2 separate regions of the Mus musculus genome follow, and region 2 is linked to region 1. Evidence: chromatin contacts called from public Hi-C data. All regions are on one chromosome and are shown on one strand. Each heading gives the region's core, a stretch centred on a gene start, on an enhancer-like site or on the middle of the called end of the contact. The rest is flanking DNA. Distances are from core to core; before and after follow the strand shown. Region 1 holds the start of Hgd (homogentisate 1, 2-dioxygenase). Region 2 overlaps Nr1i2 (nuclear receptor subfamily 1, group I, member 2).

Region 1 (6,928 bases), core at 4,001-6,500:
AGCACAAGAATGAGCTGGATGTAACGGACTTGGATGTGTGAGCGACGATCAGGCCAGCAGTGTCTATATTTGGAAAGACTATGAAATGTTATGACCTAGAAAGCAATGGGAGTGAAATTATTCATTTGCCATCAGACACAGTTTTTTGGGGGCGGGGATGGGGAAGGGGGTGTTGCTTGGGGTTGAACTTGAGGCCTCATATGCATACGTGCTTTGCCACTGAGCAATATCTCTCAACCCCTACGTTTTTTTTTTTTTAATCTCTCTGAAAATTTATCAGACCCCCCCCCCCCCAACTGTGAGTTCTATTATAATGAGATTTGTTCCAAGCTGCATGCAGTTTGGAATTATAGCTTTGGGGTAATGGCAGAGACCATCCGCTACCCTGAACCTCCACTGAGTACAATTTTCTTCTCTCAAAATGAGCCTCATGCTCACCACCAACAGGACTGAATTCGAGCTGCTGAGACTCAGTAATGACCTCAAATTATCTTCAGTTCTGTGAACAGAATTGTAGATCAGCGGCGACAGAAGCCGCGGAGGATGACAGAGCCCTCTCTTTTGTTGGGCGGCGGCTTTGTTCCTATCCGCAGGGAAGAAGGGAGGTTTGAGCGCTGTCCGGGCCAGCTGAGCTTTCTGGCAGGCTGGGGTGGATTTTACTGATTAACCTTGCCTGCTCTTTGGAACCGCTGGCCTCTGAACAGAGGTTAGAGGCGCGTTCGAAACGAAGAAAACGAGAGTTAGTGATTCTAAAGCATTTGATTAAGGCTGTCCTCTAAGGAAAAAGGAAAAGAATACAGAAAGAACAGCTGTCGGTTGGGAAGGCAGCCACCCAAAGCTCTGAGGGGAAGAGTTTAGGGGAGGAAGGGAAGGTGGGACGGAGCAATTTTGAATCCTTGTTCCCCCTGCCTCCTGGAAGTGCACTAGCTTAAAAAGCAGGTGGCAGCTGCTGAGTCACCATTAGATGGTCGGTCTTCCTAACCCTCCAGGAGCAAAATTAGAGAGGCGTCTGTAAGAGCTTTTAGATGAGGCTTTTTGCCGCCGGAGGCTTCGCAGTGGAGGGAGCTGTGTTTTGCAGCTGCTGTCTCAAGGCTTCGGAGTCCAAGGACAGAATCTGAACTCTGGGTTTATCAGCTGTGAAACCCAAGCTGCACTCCAGCTGCCTCTGGGCTTATGTAAAGATGCACTTTCCGCAACAAAACAAAACAAAACAAAACAAAACCCTGACATTAAGCGAGCGTGTTTATGTTTCCTTCAGCTCAGATTCCTGAATAATTTGATGCTATATAAAAATACGATCTTTTTTCTTCCCAAGAGAATCATATGCACACTTGCTAAATGAAAGAATGCATTTCAGGGGCCCACGTGGCTTGGGTACATTCACTTCTTTAGCAGTTCACTGGCACACAGCTTTTCCATTCTCCCCTGGTCCCCAGGATGTGATGTACTTAGCAGACTCATTTAAAGAGGTTCGAAGTCAGGTTCCAGGTAACACCTGAGGGGGGGAGCACATGGGCACCTTGTTTCCTTTTACTGGGTGTTCTGGAAATAGAGACAAGCATGGGGGCGGGAGGTAGAGAGGAGGGGGGCAAGCCTAGGGCTCCTCTTAAAAAAAAAACTGAAAGGATCTATGTCTTCTGCTAACTAGGTTCTTAGGGAAATTTGAACGTTGCTGTTGCAGGCTGAGTAATGGTGTGAAATGATCATTGTGTCTTATTTTTTTAATGCCTGAAACTAAGAGTCAGGCTTTGAGTAGACTTATATTTAAATAGGCCTAGAACTTTGAAACCTCAACCTCCTGACAAACCATCCTCAAGACGCTTAGTTAACAATGAACCAGGAGCCAAGTGGGTGGCTCAGCCGGTGATCTCTGTACTTGGGAGGTGCAAGAAGAAAAGGGACAGGTCATTCCTCTCCACAATGAGCTCAGGGCCATCCTGCGCTACCCAACACCTTGTTTGGGACTAAAGACAAAAAATGAGACAAAAGGACCAGCCAAGGGACTTGGGGCTCACAATTGTCAGGTAAAGGAAACAAAGCAGAGTTTAAACTGGCCAGAAAGCTAAGAGGTCAGTTAGTGACAGTAAAGTCAAGTACCTGTCCCTAGAAGGTAAATTCATGGTCAAAGACGTAGTTAGCCATCTCATCTCAAATACCTTTCCCTGAGTATGGGGCTGCGCAGAACAGCCTTTGAGTGTGAAGTTTAGAAAGTATCTTCTCACAGCTAATTCTATCTTCCTGGGTTGGCCTGAGGAGGAAGAGCAGACATTTTTCCCTGGAGGCTCATGTCATGGGGTCAAATGCAGTTTTCATGCCCATGTCACTAAGAACCTGACTAGAGGCAGCCAGTTCTTCCCCTGGTCTCTGTCACCCTTGTTACTCTGTCTTCTCTGGTCTCCATTCTTTGAGAAGGAGTCTAAGGAAGGGCTCCCTGACCTCTGGCTGCCTCACCCAAGGCCTGAGGTAGTTTTCCAGTTGTTCCAACATAACTTGGAATGAACTTGGAAAGGTGAACAGATGTATTCCTTTTGCAGATAGAAATACAGAAGCAGCTTTGGGGGTGGTGAGATTCTAGATTGAGTGCACTCGAAATGTAATCTCACATGTTTTGTTAGGACCAAGGTAGAAGGTAATCTACAGAGATCTGAAGATAAAGGAGGGGCTTTGAAGATAAAGGAGGGGCTGAGAGCCAAGAAATGTGGACTCTTTAGAAACTGAAACCAGAGAAATCTTCAGAGCCCCCCAGACAAGCACAACCATGCTCACAGTTTGAGGCTGGCCCCGGTGGGACTGATTTCAAATATCTATTTTCCCAAAGTGCAGGAAGAGTGTGCTGTTTTAACCCAGTAAGTTTATGGCAATTTGGTGTAACCCAACAGGAAACCATAGGTCAATGGGTCCTCTCACAGTAAGAATCATTTCAGACCCAATCTAGTGAGTCAAGGGTTTGCTGGTGGGGCCCGAAGTCCACATGTGAAACCAGCTTTTTATTTGAGGAATGGTCAAACAGAAGTGATGTAGTCCAGAATGTAACAAATTCATTTTAAACATGATGCAATTGTTTTAGCTTTTGACTTTTCTTTCTCTAGCTGTGATTTTATGTAAATATGATTTCACGAGAGGTTGACATAGCCATTGAAATGATGGAAGGAATGAAAGATGCTAAATTTTTATAATGTTTATTGATTGGGATGGGTCTGCTTTGATCTGGCTTTCTGTATTTAGATTTCTGACCTCTGAAATAACCTTTCCTTATGGAGATTAGACAGCAGGCTGGGCAAGCCTTTGAAACTGAGAACAAAGGCCAGCATGCCATTTGCATGTGGTAGCGTTTGCATAATAAGTTGCTTAAAAATTGCGGCAGGACAGGATTTTAGATATGATTTATTTATAAATGGTAAGGATGTTTCCTCCCTTGATGAACTTCCTCTTAGGATTTCCATCAGAAAACAAAAACTATTATGAATTCTCCTTCCTCCACATCTTCAACTGGCATAATGGTCCCCATTATCTATGCCCACTTCCCCCTCGATTCTCATCTACATATCGGTCCCCTCTTGGGCACCTCCATCCGTGCAGCAGCTCCAAGACAGCTGAAATACTAGGTTCCTGGGATTCACAGATCTTTCTGTGTATTATGCATCTTCACACAGGCCTTTCCTCTGGTCTAACTAATCCTTTGTCACTTCACCCAGTAACAGCTTCTTTTGAGAAGTTTTTCCCTTCCCAGGCTGTGTTGACTGCTGTGTCACAAACTAACACTGAATGAAAGCTAACTCTAAATCTGATGTGAAAACAAAGGAGAAAAACTCCTTATTCGGGAGTTTAGCACCTTCACGGTATCTACTAATTAGGGACCCTCTAGGTTTACCATCCCAGCCTTTACTGAAAGGCTTCCTGGCCATGTTCAATTCCTGCCTGCCCTACTCAGCTTGAGCCAATGTGCCAGGGCATTCTAGTTATGGTCGTATACATTGAGCACTAGGAAGAGTTTTAGACACTGGGGACACACTTCTTTTCCCTGACCCAAAGGTCCAACCTAGCAGGTGCCACCAACCCTCTTTTGGGGGCCTGCAATTCAAACTCTTGACTTCTACTACGGCCTCCACCATTTACCAGTAGGGACCTTGGATGAGTCCCCTTGTCTCTATGAACCTTGCTTTCCTTATTGGTTTAAAATAGAAAAAAAAAAAAAAAAAAGCATGTACTCACTAGGTTTAGAATGCTAATGGACCCTTAAAACACCTAGCACATGTAGCACGTGGCCTACTAATTCTTCTCAATGGCACGCTAAATAAAAAGTACTGTCTAAAGCTGAGTCTGGACTACCAAATGGCTAAGTAGATGAAGCACACTGAGCTGGCTGGCATGAAGCAGTCCAGGAGGGTGCAGCCGCAAGGATGATAGAGAGCAGTGGGCAAGGAGACCCAGGGAGAAATGCATGCATCCATTTAGAAGGTGAGCTCTTAATAGGTTCTCAGATCCACACGACAATATTAGGACTTAACAAAGGCAAGGATGCTACTGCTTTTTGTCACCTCTTGCTTGTCACCTCAGCTCAATCACATCTACTACCATTGTGGTGCAGTATCTGATCACGGGGTTTAGGCTGAGCTCCTTCGTGTATGTGTGTGTGTGTGTGTGTGTGTGTGTGTGTGTGTGTGTGTACATTAACATGAGCCTACAGAAGCCACAGGGCTAGAAGAGGGTGTCAGAGCCCCTGGACCTGGAGTGTGAACTGCTGAATGGGTTCTGGGAACTGAACTCAGGTCTTCTGGAAGAGCAGAGAGTATTTTAACCACCAAGCCATCTCTATAGCCCCCAACCCACAAGTCTTTTTCAACTCTGACACCAGGAAACCCCACACATTCTTGCTGAAGAAGGCTAATAGACCTGTCAGACATCTCTTCATTCCAGCTCTTCCATCCTTCCTTCCTTTCTCCCCATTTCTTTTCTGTCCTTTCTTTTTCTAGTGTTGGGGCTTGATGTTCCGTCCAGGTTAAGTGACACCCCTCCCCTAGAACACTCTCCTGTCTTAATCCAAATCCAGCCAGATGGTTTCTTACCTTTAACTCTGCCATTTCCCTTCTGCTGGAGGGAGACCCAGGCCAAGGAGTTTGTGAGGTACCAATGTTCCCGTGTCTCTTTAAAACTCCTCTCTGGACGGATGTTGTTGATTTTTACCAGTTCTCTGTGTTTCCTTGGTCGGGAGGTCACTCAGGGCAGAGTTGCTTAACTGACACACAAGTTAGAAACTAGTTAGAAAGTCCAATGTGCTTACATCGAAATTCTTGCACAACCTTTTTTTTTTTTCTTTTTTTTAACCCCAGGTCATTTCTGAGAGCTCCCTCCACCTCCCCAGGAACTGGTCTCTTTCACCTGATATAAACATTGACCAATTATTTGTTCCACTTTAAGGAAGTCTTTTTTTCCCCAAAGGCAGAGGATGTAAAGCTATCTAAGAGTTAGCACCTGCCAGATGTAACAGAGAATTCTCTCTTAGTCCTGACTCAGGTCAGGAAGGTGCAGGGCCAGTATCCAGTGCCCATGGAAAAAAACCTGCAATGTGCTTTGACCTGGTGCAAGCAGCCCGAAGAAGGGCACAAGGACTGGATGCTCTCTGCCACTGTCTCCTGTGCATGAGCTCAGCTCCCAGATCATGAACTGCTGACAGCCTCATGTTGGTTGCATTTAAAGTAAACTGGGATGTTTGCTGTCACTTGTTTTGAATGTGTTCAGTATGCTTACAATTCTTTAGCCATTTGTTTGCTAATGCCTTTACTCCTCTGAAGGCAGACTGCTGTCCAGCTGTCTTCTGAACTCCCTTGTCCCTTATCTTAGCCATTCATGGCTATCACTGGACAGTAGCAACTTTATGACTGGTGGTGTTCAAGGAAGGAAACGTATACGGAGAGACTAGTCTAGGCCAGATTTCCCCCACAGACATTACCTCATTTAATTCCACAAAAACAATTTTGCAAAGTAGGTTTTATTATTCCAAACTCAGATTCGACAGCACAGGAAGGAAATACAGCTGAGTCAGTCAACTTAGCTGATTCTCCAGCAGCTAAATCCTAATTTGTAAACAAATGGGCAAAAAGAAGAGAATGATAAATCAGACTTTTGCAACTAGAGGGTTCTGATAGTAAAGGGCTTATTGATCTGTAAGAGTTAAAGGACCCATCTTGGAACAGAGTCCCCAGTACAGGAATGACACCACTAGAGAGTAGCTAGAGCATTGTTCCTGCTTTACAATAAAATCTGGAGTTAAAGAAATAGGAAGCATTCACACTGAGCCTATAGATAAGAAGGGCAGGACATACAAGGCCACAGAGACTACCAATTGGTTGATTGGTTAGTTCCAAAATCAGATGTAGAGTACCACTGAAGGCCGATCTTCAGCATACAGAAGGGGAGTATGAAAGTGGTTTTCTTTGCTGATTAATCTTGAAGTTTGAGCTTAAATGGCTTCCTTTTACCTCTTTACTTTTCTGTTCTCTGGCATGTAACTTCTTACTGTAGGACACCTCAGGATGGAGGGAAGGAAGAAAGAGAGAGAAGGAATGAAGGAGGGAGGGAGGAAGGAAAGAGAGGAAGGAGTAAAGGAGGGGGTGGAGCGAGAAACCATCATAGTAACTACAAACATTGCCTAGATTCTCCCTTATGTGCCCCTTGAACACAACTTTACTGTTCCCTCTGTCAATAGCATCTTTAGCTGGCCACAGTGGCATACACCTGCCACCCCAGCGCTTGGGAGGCTGAAGCAAGAAGATTTTGAGTTCAAGGCCAGCCTGAACAACACAGTGAGACTCACTATAAAAAGAGTCAAGAGATGGAGCCTTTTTCTTCTCTGCATCTTGGTAAACATGATGTTGAAAAACATAACACAGTGACTTGAAAAATTGCACAGATATGTGTATATTTCCTG
Region 2 (7,021 bases), core at 1,759-4,258, 710 kb before region 1:
TGATAGCTGTCAATGCTCTTACCCTCTAAAGCCATCTCTCTAGACCCAGCTGAGTGTTCTTTTTCTATAATTTTATAATATGTTCCTCTTTCTTAAGTTGCCTATTTATATCCTGAGATCATCTTTTTTGTTTGTTCAGTTTTTTGAAACAGGGTCCTATGTAACCCAGGCTGGCCTCAGACTTGCTCTGTAGCTAGGGTTAGCCTTCAACTCCTGACCTCCCAGCCTCTGACTCCTAAATGCTGGCACCACAAGTATGTGGCTTTGTGCCCAGCCTTAGCTCATCTTGTACTGAGCCATTTTCCTCATTCAAAGGAGCCTGTTGCTTGTACATGGAGCTAATCCTTTATTTAGCCGGAGTCATATTCTGTGTCACTTGTTTGACTGCTAGCATCCTTCCATTGACTCGACACAGGAGGACTTGTTTCCTGCTCTTGGTCTTGCTCTGATAAGCTTATTTAAGGAGACTTTTTTTTCAGCCTTTAGAATTAAGAAGGTATTTTAGCAAACTTTTATGACTTAAAATTAGGTTTATAGTTCACATGCGATTATTTCAACGAATTAGTCTAGAAAGGGTTGATCGTTCCCTGACTCATTTGAAACATTACGCTTGTTACCACAGTAAAATAATTGTCTTCTTAGACCCTGCTCCTGAGCCTATCCTACTATGGATCTCATATTTTCAAACTTTTCTCCTGGAGATCTGTTTGGTTTTTAGTTGTTTTATCTGGGCACTGTATCAAATTCTCTTAAGGGTTGCAATAGATACCTTTGGGATTTCTAGATAGAAAGTCATATTTTTTATGTACAGTAGATTTTTACCTCTTCCTTTTCTTATATAGCTTAATTTTTTTCTTACTGTTTTTTTTTCATGGCCATCATGCATAAAATGAACAATATCTGTGACAGAGAACAGTCTTGGGTTGATGTGCTCTATCGAATGGTCCGTATACCATACTTCTTTGCTTGGTTTTTGAGATTTCTTTTTATTGGTGTGGTTGTCTTGCCTGCCTGTTGTCTCTGCACCACGTGTGTGTCTGATGTCCGCGGAGGCAGAAGAGGGCACTGAATTCCCTGGAAGTGGAACTGCAGATGTTTGTGAACTGCTATGTGGACACACTGGGAATCAAACCTAGGTCCCCTAGGAGAACAGCCAGTGCTCTTGACCACTGAGCCATCTCCCCCAGCCCTGGATGCTAGAATTCTAAGGAGTGCTGCACCTAGAAATGCAACATTCTTGCCTTGTTCCTAAGGTTAATGTCATGCTGTAAATTCCTGTTTCCTGGCCCCCTCTGTGGAATTTTTTGACCATGGGGCTGACTCGGCTTTCCTCTAGAGGATTTCAGCACTGAGGGGATCCACCGTTAGCTTGGGAGTCAGTCATGGAACACACGTGGCATAAACTGGAACTCAAGCCAGTGTGATTGTGGGTTTGTCAGGAATTCTCAACGCAGCTATTTCTTCTTACCTCACCTGGAGCCACACCAGAAGAGGCCCTGAGCTGTTGTGCTGGCCTCTGTGGCATCAAACCGAGGCAGGCAATGACCCCGAGGGCATCCTGGTTCATGCTGAAGGCCATGACCTCATCTACCACGCCTCCTTAACCCTTCTGCTTCCAATGTCCCTGTACCATCCCAGGCTCCAGGTCTGGAGGAAATAACCCTTTCTGTGTGGTACTAGTTATAAAACCTGGATTTTCACTTTAATGAGAAGCTTGTCTGTGTATAGAGATTTCTAGAAAATGCCATGCATGGAGCTCATGAAGTCCTTGTCTGATTAACCAAGAATTTAAAAATCCTGAGTGGGTGTTGAGTTTTAGCAAAGCTTTTTAGACTCTCTTAGAGTCTCACTCCCCCTCTCCTCCCCTTCCTCCCTCCCTCCCCCTCCCATGTGTGTGTGTGTGTGTGTGTGCGCTCATGTGTGCATCTGTCTGTCTGTCTGTCTGTCTGTCTGTGCAGGAGGTAGAAGGGAGTAGCAAGGAGAAGACCTTTGGTTTCTGTGATTCCCCGAACGAGCTGTAATCAGCAGGAAAGGGCAGCATTTCCTCCCTTGTAACTGCTTCCAGCTCAACAGTCTTCGGTGCCTCTGGGAGAAATAGTTGAAGGGTTTTCATCTTCGCAGTGAATGGACTTTCTCAGTTAGGTGGCTTATTCCAAGGTGGATGGGTACAGAAATAGAGAAAGGATGACATTAGCAGGAGTGACGGGGCTGCCATGACCAGTACTCAGTCTCAGAGCCACTCCAGATGTTGGTTCTGGACCTGGGGTGTCAGTGAGGCCTCTTTTGCATATGGGACCTCCCATGTGGTCTGTTTGGAGGAGGCTGGGAAAAATACCCTGTTCCCTAGAACCTGTTCACCCACCCACCCCACACACCTCCGGCACTCCCAGAACACGCAGAGAATAGTTTCCCTCTGAAACATGAGGCAAAGAAGCAAATTGAAGCTCCCATGGGAGCACAAACTAACTCTCAGTCTCTCTGAGGGGTTGAAGTGTGAATCCATGGGTGTTGTGGCAGCATGCATGCCCGTAGAGATAGGCACTAGGTCAGAGACCGCGGTTACCTGTTAGATACTGGGCAGGGGTACAGGGTGTACTTGTACTGACAGCCATGCCAGCTTTCACCCAGATCCAGGCAGTCACAAGCCATCTGACCTCTCCCATCTGTTGACTGAGGCCAGGAAGCACAAAGGCCAGCTTTCATTGATAGCAGCTCAGTTCTGTTAGGATGCATGACTTGGGGTTTGCTATCTAAGTGACCTTTGGAGGTCACCTCCATACCAGGGCTAAGGGGGAGGAGTGCTTTGTTTATAATACTTAAACCATTTCAAAACAAATCTTCTTCCGTGAAATTTGTGACTATCCATTTAAAGTACAGATTATCACATAAGTGGGGTCAGGGGAGAAGTCCAGCCTCTGGGCGCCTTCACTAACCCAGGCACACCTCGGAGCCCCTCAGTGTGCCTCATTCCTTGTTCTGTCCATCTGGGGATAAACCCTGCCCTGCCCATGCCACAGACATCTCTACGTGAAGTCATGATTTTGAAATCATTTTGTAAACAGCAAAAGCCTGTGTAAATGTTAGCCAATACATTTACCAAGCTTCTCCTCTTGTTAGACAAAGTTGGTAGTTCTCTAAGTAAGTTCAACTTCCCCACTTTGGTCATCAAATACAATTTTCCCCTGGTTTTTGTTTTATTTACACTCTGCGGTTTCGTCATTTATACAGGCATGCATATAACCTGCTGTCTCCGTTAGTTTCTGTCGTACCATCACAGTTCCTTTGTCGGTTCTCCTCTGCCTTCATTTAGACTGTTATCTCCTTTTCAAGTTTTGTAGTCTCCTTCATATAGTCTCAGTGATCTGGACTGGACATTTTTAGTCACTACTCACTGGGAGACCGGTGCACTTGCACAGCCTCTTCATGGGCTTTGTATATTTCTTTGTATATTGGTTTTAAAAAACAGTTACAAAGTGCATTTCTCGCAACTATTGAAAGATGTGCTATCAGAGCAGCCATCTCCATAACATCCTTTTGTGTACCATTGTTAGTCAGATTTCCAAGGTCTGTCCTTTTCTCCCAGAATGGCAGGTACACCTGCAGCATCAGTGCCACAAGGAGCCTGTCAGAGCCCAGAGCCCAGAGCCCAGAGCCCAGAGCCCAGAGCCCAGAGCCCAGAGCCCAGAGCCCAGACCTGAGCCAGCTGAGAAGCTCCCAGGTGACTGACTGGCTGTTCACTAAAGCTAGCACAGCAGTCCCTGGAGTTCAGCCCAGTTCTAGATTACTGTAAACAGTGGGATACAATGTAACAAGGAAGGTGGGACATCTTAAGGTCCAGGCTCCAACCACACACGGCTTTCTGACACAGTTCAAAATCCATGCCTCTCAGATACAAACGGCTGGATGACCTTGGCTGCCTGTAGATCCCACATGCTCTGCACTGAACTCCAGCTCCTCGCTCCTCCAGGCTGCTTCTCTGGCTTCCCTGTTCTGGACGATTCCATCTGTGCACAAGGCAGGATACTTAAACCAGATCAATATATAGATTTTCCTTGTAAAGGGTTTTTTTTTTTTCCTCTCCTTCTCCTTCTCCTCCTCCTCCTCTCCCTCTCCTCCACCTTCTCCTTTTTTTTTTTACATTTAAATAAGGTTAAACATACTCATACATTTTTATTATAATAATTTCTGGGTTTTTAACAATGCTACATTTGAACTCAGGGTGTCACTCATGGTAGGCAAACCTCTACACAGAGCCACACCCTCAGTTTTGTTTGTTCACATTTCATATATGCATATAACATATTTTATTCCCCGTCCTAACCTGTCTTTTATTTCCTTCCCTCCCCAGGAACGCCCCCCCATCCCTGTCGGCCCCTTTCCCAGAGACATATCTTTCAGGTTTGGCTTTGTGGCCCATTTAGTTTAACCAGGGCTGTCTATTTGGCCATGAGATTGGAACTACGCACTGGAACCTGGTAGGGTCATCGGGGGTACACAAACTGAGGGCAATGACTGCCCTTCTCCCTGAATCTGCCCTTAACAATTTAGTGTGGTTCAGTAATGGGAAGCGTATTGACGTTGTTGTGCAATCCCTCTCCAGATTCGTCATCCTGTGACATCAGATCTGTGTGTCCATGAAGCGCCTCCCATTCCTTTCCCCTGCAGCTATTTAAATGCTTGCTGTTTCATTGAGTCTGGCTATGTGTTCGTCTCACTTAAAGAAAAACCACACATGGTTTGTTTGGCAGTTGGTGCCTTTGGTTTAGCATACTGTCCTCAAAGCAGTAGTATCTTACAGTACACGGTACTATAGCACACGGTAGCACCTTACAGCACGCAGTACTATAGCACATGGTAGCACCTTACAGTACACGGTACTATAGCACACGGTAGCACCTTACAGCACACGGTACTATAGCACACGGTAGCACCTTACAGTACATGGTACTATAGCACACGGTAGCACCTTACAGCACACGGTACTATAGCACACGGTAGCACCTTACAGTACATGGTACTATAACACATGATAGCCCATTGTAGGATTGTAGGACTGACTTCCTTTTAGGGGTTAGCTAGTACTTCATCCTTTTGTTGGTCAGTTCTCCGAAGGGATCATTAGTGTTCCTGGTGATGCTAAGGGTGTTCCCTAGAGCCCTGTACAATTGAGGCAAGGGCTCTACCACTAAAGGCAAATCCTCAGAGGCCCACCATCAATCTGGTGATGACATGAATTCCGTCCACCTTTTGGGTCTGCTGAACAAAGCTACTGTGCTCAAGGCTGTGGAAACGTCTCTTCAAGACTCCAACCTCAGTTGTCTTTACTTAGACCTAGAAGCGGATAATATATTAACTCCATTATTCATTGTTTGAGAACTATCGTGCCATTTATTTTTAAAATACTGGCTGTACCATTTCACACTGCACCAGCAGGTCACAAGGACCTTGGTTGCCTTGCACCATTGCCAATGTCTTTTATCTGCTGAGATAGCTACCATCCTAACAAACTCGGGGCAGTACTGTGTTAAAGCTTTGATTTGCAATTTTTTCTAATGATTATAAAGAGGCTGAACATCTTTTCTGGTCCCTTTTGGCAAGTGATGTACTTCTAGGTTTCTGGGGTTTGGGTTTGTTTTTAAAGGCGTGCCACGTAATGATCATAATTTTTTTTTCTGTTCAATTTCCTGCAACTTGGAGGACACTATTAAAGTGGTTAGATAACAGTCCATTCACTTCCTGCAAATGGTTCTGGCCCACACATTACTCTGTTTGCTCTCTCTTCTGCTTGCAGCCTGTTGTCCTCTTGGAAGCTGGTGGGTGTGACCCTGTATGATGCCACATAGGCACCCCCAACGTGCTACAGAGCCTAGTGTAACAAATCTCCAATCTGCAGTGGCAGCCCTGTGGGAAAAGAACAGTTTGCCAGTTTGTTTTCATTTCTTATTATTTTCCCCAATGTTTTATTTAATGCCTTTGATTATGGCAATCTGTAGGTAAAATCAAAGCAGTCAGCCCTTTAATGGTGCTCTGTCTCCATGGGAGTTTGATGCCCACACTCAGTAGGACAGCAGCGGAATGAGTCAGCAGGCCACTTGTCCCTAGGGGACAATCCCACCATCCCTCACGTGCTCCAAAAAGACCCCCAAATACTTCTTTTTCCCACAAGTCTGACCCTGGTCCCATTGGAAGCCCTCTGGGGTGGGCAGAGGAGCAAAAGGGAAGGCTACTGGGCAGCCTCCTGCAGGTTCAGGCTGGGCAGTTTGTAATAATCCCCCATACAGGGATGAGGCACGGGGGGGGGGGGGGGTTATGGACACTCACATGTGACACCACTGTCCCTTCATGCAATTGCCTTCTTCTGACGGGGTTAGAAAGAAAGCCATTCTTTCGTCTTTCCTTGGCCCTTGTCCTCAGAAGGGCTCTTTCTCCAAGCACAATCAGACGAATGAGCTACATGATTGGTTTAAGTGTTACATTATTTTTCAGGGTTTTGTGATGTTTGATTCATCTTTCCTAACACTTGTAATTTCCAATGACTTCTCTTTTCATTTTTCCCTCATAAATGCAATATCCTCTTCGGTACCTATATGTATACTTATAGCCTTCCGTTCATTTTACTCATTTGTCCATTTCTTGAGACACAGTCTCTCTCTTGCTCTGTGCATCTCAGAGTTTTTTGGAACTCTCAGTGTAAGTTAGACTAGACTCAAGCCCGTAATCCCCAGTGCCTCAGCATCCTGAGTGCTAAAATTACAAGAACTGATCCACCAAGCCAGTGTAGCGTTGTTTTCCTGGGGTGGGATTCCCCACACAGTGTCAGCTTCACTCGTAGTCGCTGACTGAGGGCCCATTAGCTAAGCTGATGAATTTTACCTCCCAAATACTCCTGACTCAGAGGTTGGCTTGTGGCTGGGATGGTAAGGATACAGGATAGCAAAGGCCCTGGAGAAGAGTAAAATGCAGACTCCGTGGTGACCCTTCTTTTGGGCATGATCCCAGAGAGCCTCTGGGCAGGCAAGCT

Evidence for each region. Hi-C and Micro-C count contacts between places; a contact is called where the count stands out from the background.
Region 2: a Hi-C map of liver shows a contact between it and region 1, with 6 times the contacts expected there. The contact joins the enhancer-like site here to the promoter of Hgd in region 1. A contact is called at or near these places in 3 of 39 promoter capture datasets (the 3T3-L1 cell line and liver) and 1 of 484 Hi-C or Micro-C datasets (liver).

Annotation. Positions count from the first base shown.
Region 1 is chr16:37,578,475-37,585,402 of GRCm38.p6, reverse strand. Hgd (homogentisate 1, 2-dioxygenase) reads right to left here and starts at 5,250. Exons shown (of 14, transcript NM_013547.3): 1 at 5,067-5,250. The coding sequence starts at 5,081.
Region 2 is chr16:38,283,573-38,290,593 of GRCm38.p6, reverse strand. All of the region lies in intron 1 of Nr1i2 (nuclear receptor subfamily 1, group I, member 2), which reads left to right. Among named protein-coding and RNA genes, the nearest start is that of Nr1i2, 7.7 kb to the left of the region's middle. Within about 2 kb of position 3,008, at least 16 of the 459 cell types and tissues checked have an H3K27ac peak or open chromatin away from gene starts, as enhancers often do. A contact at or near this core is called in liver, where this site is marked.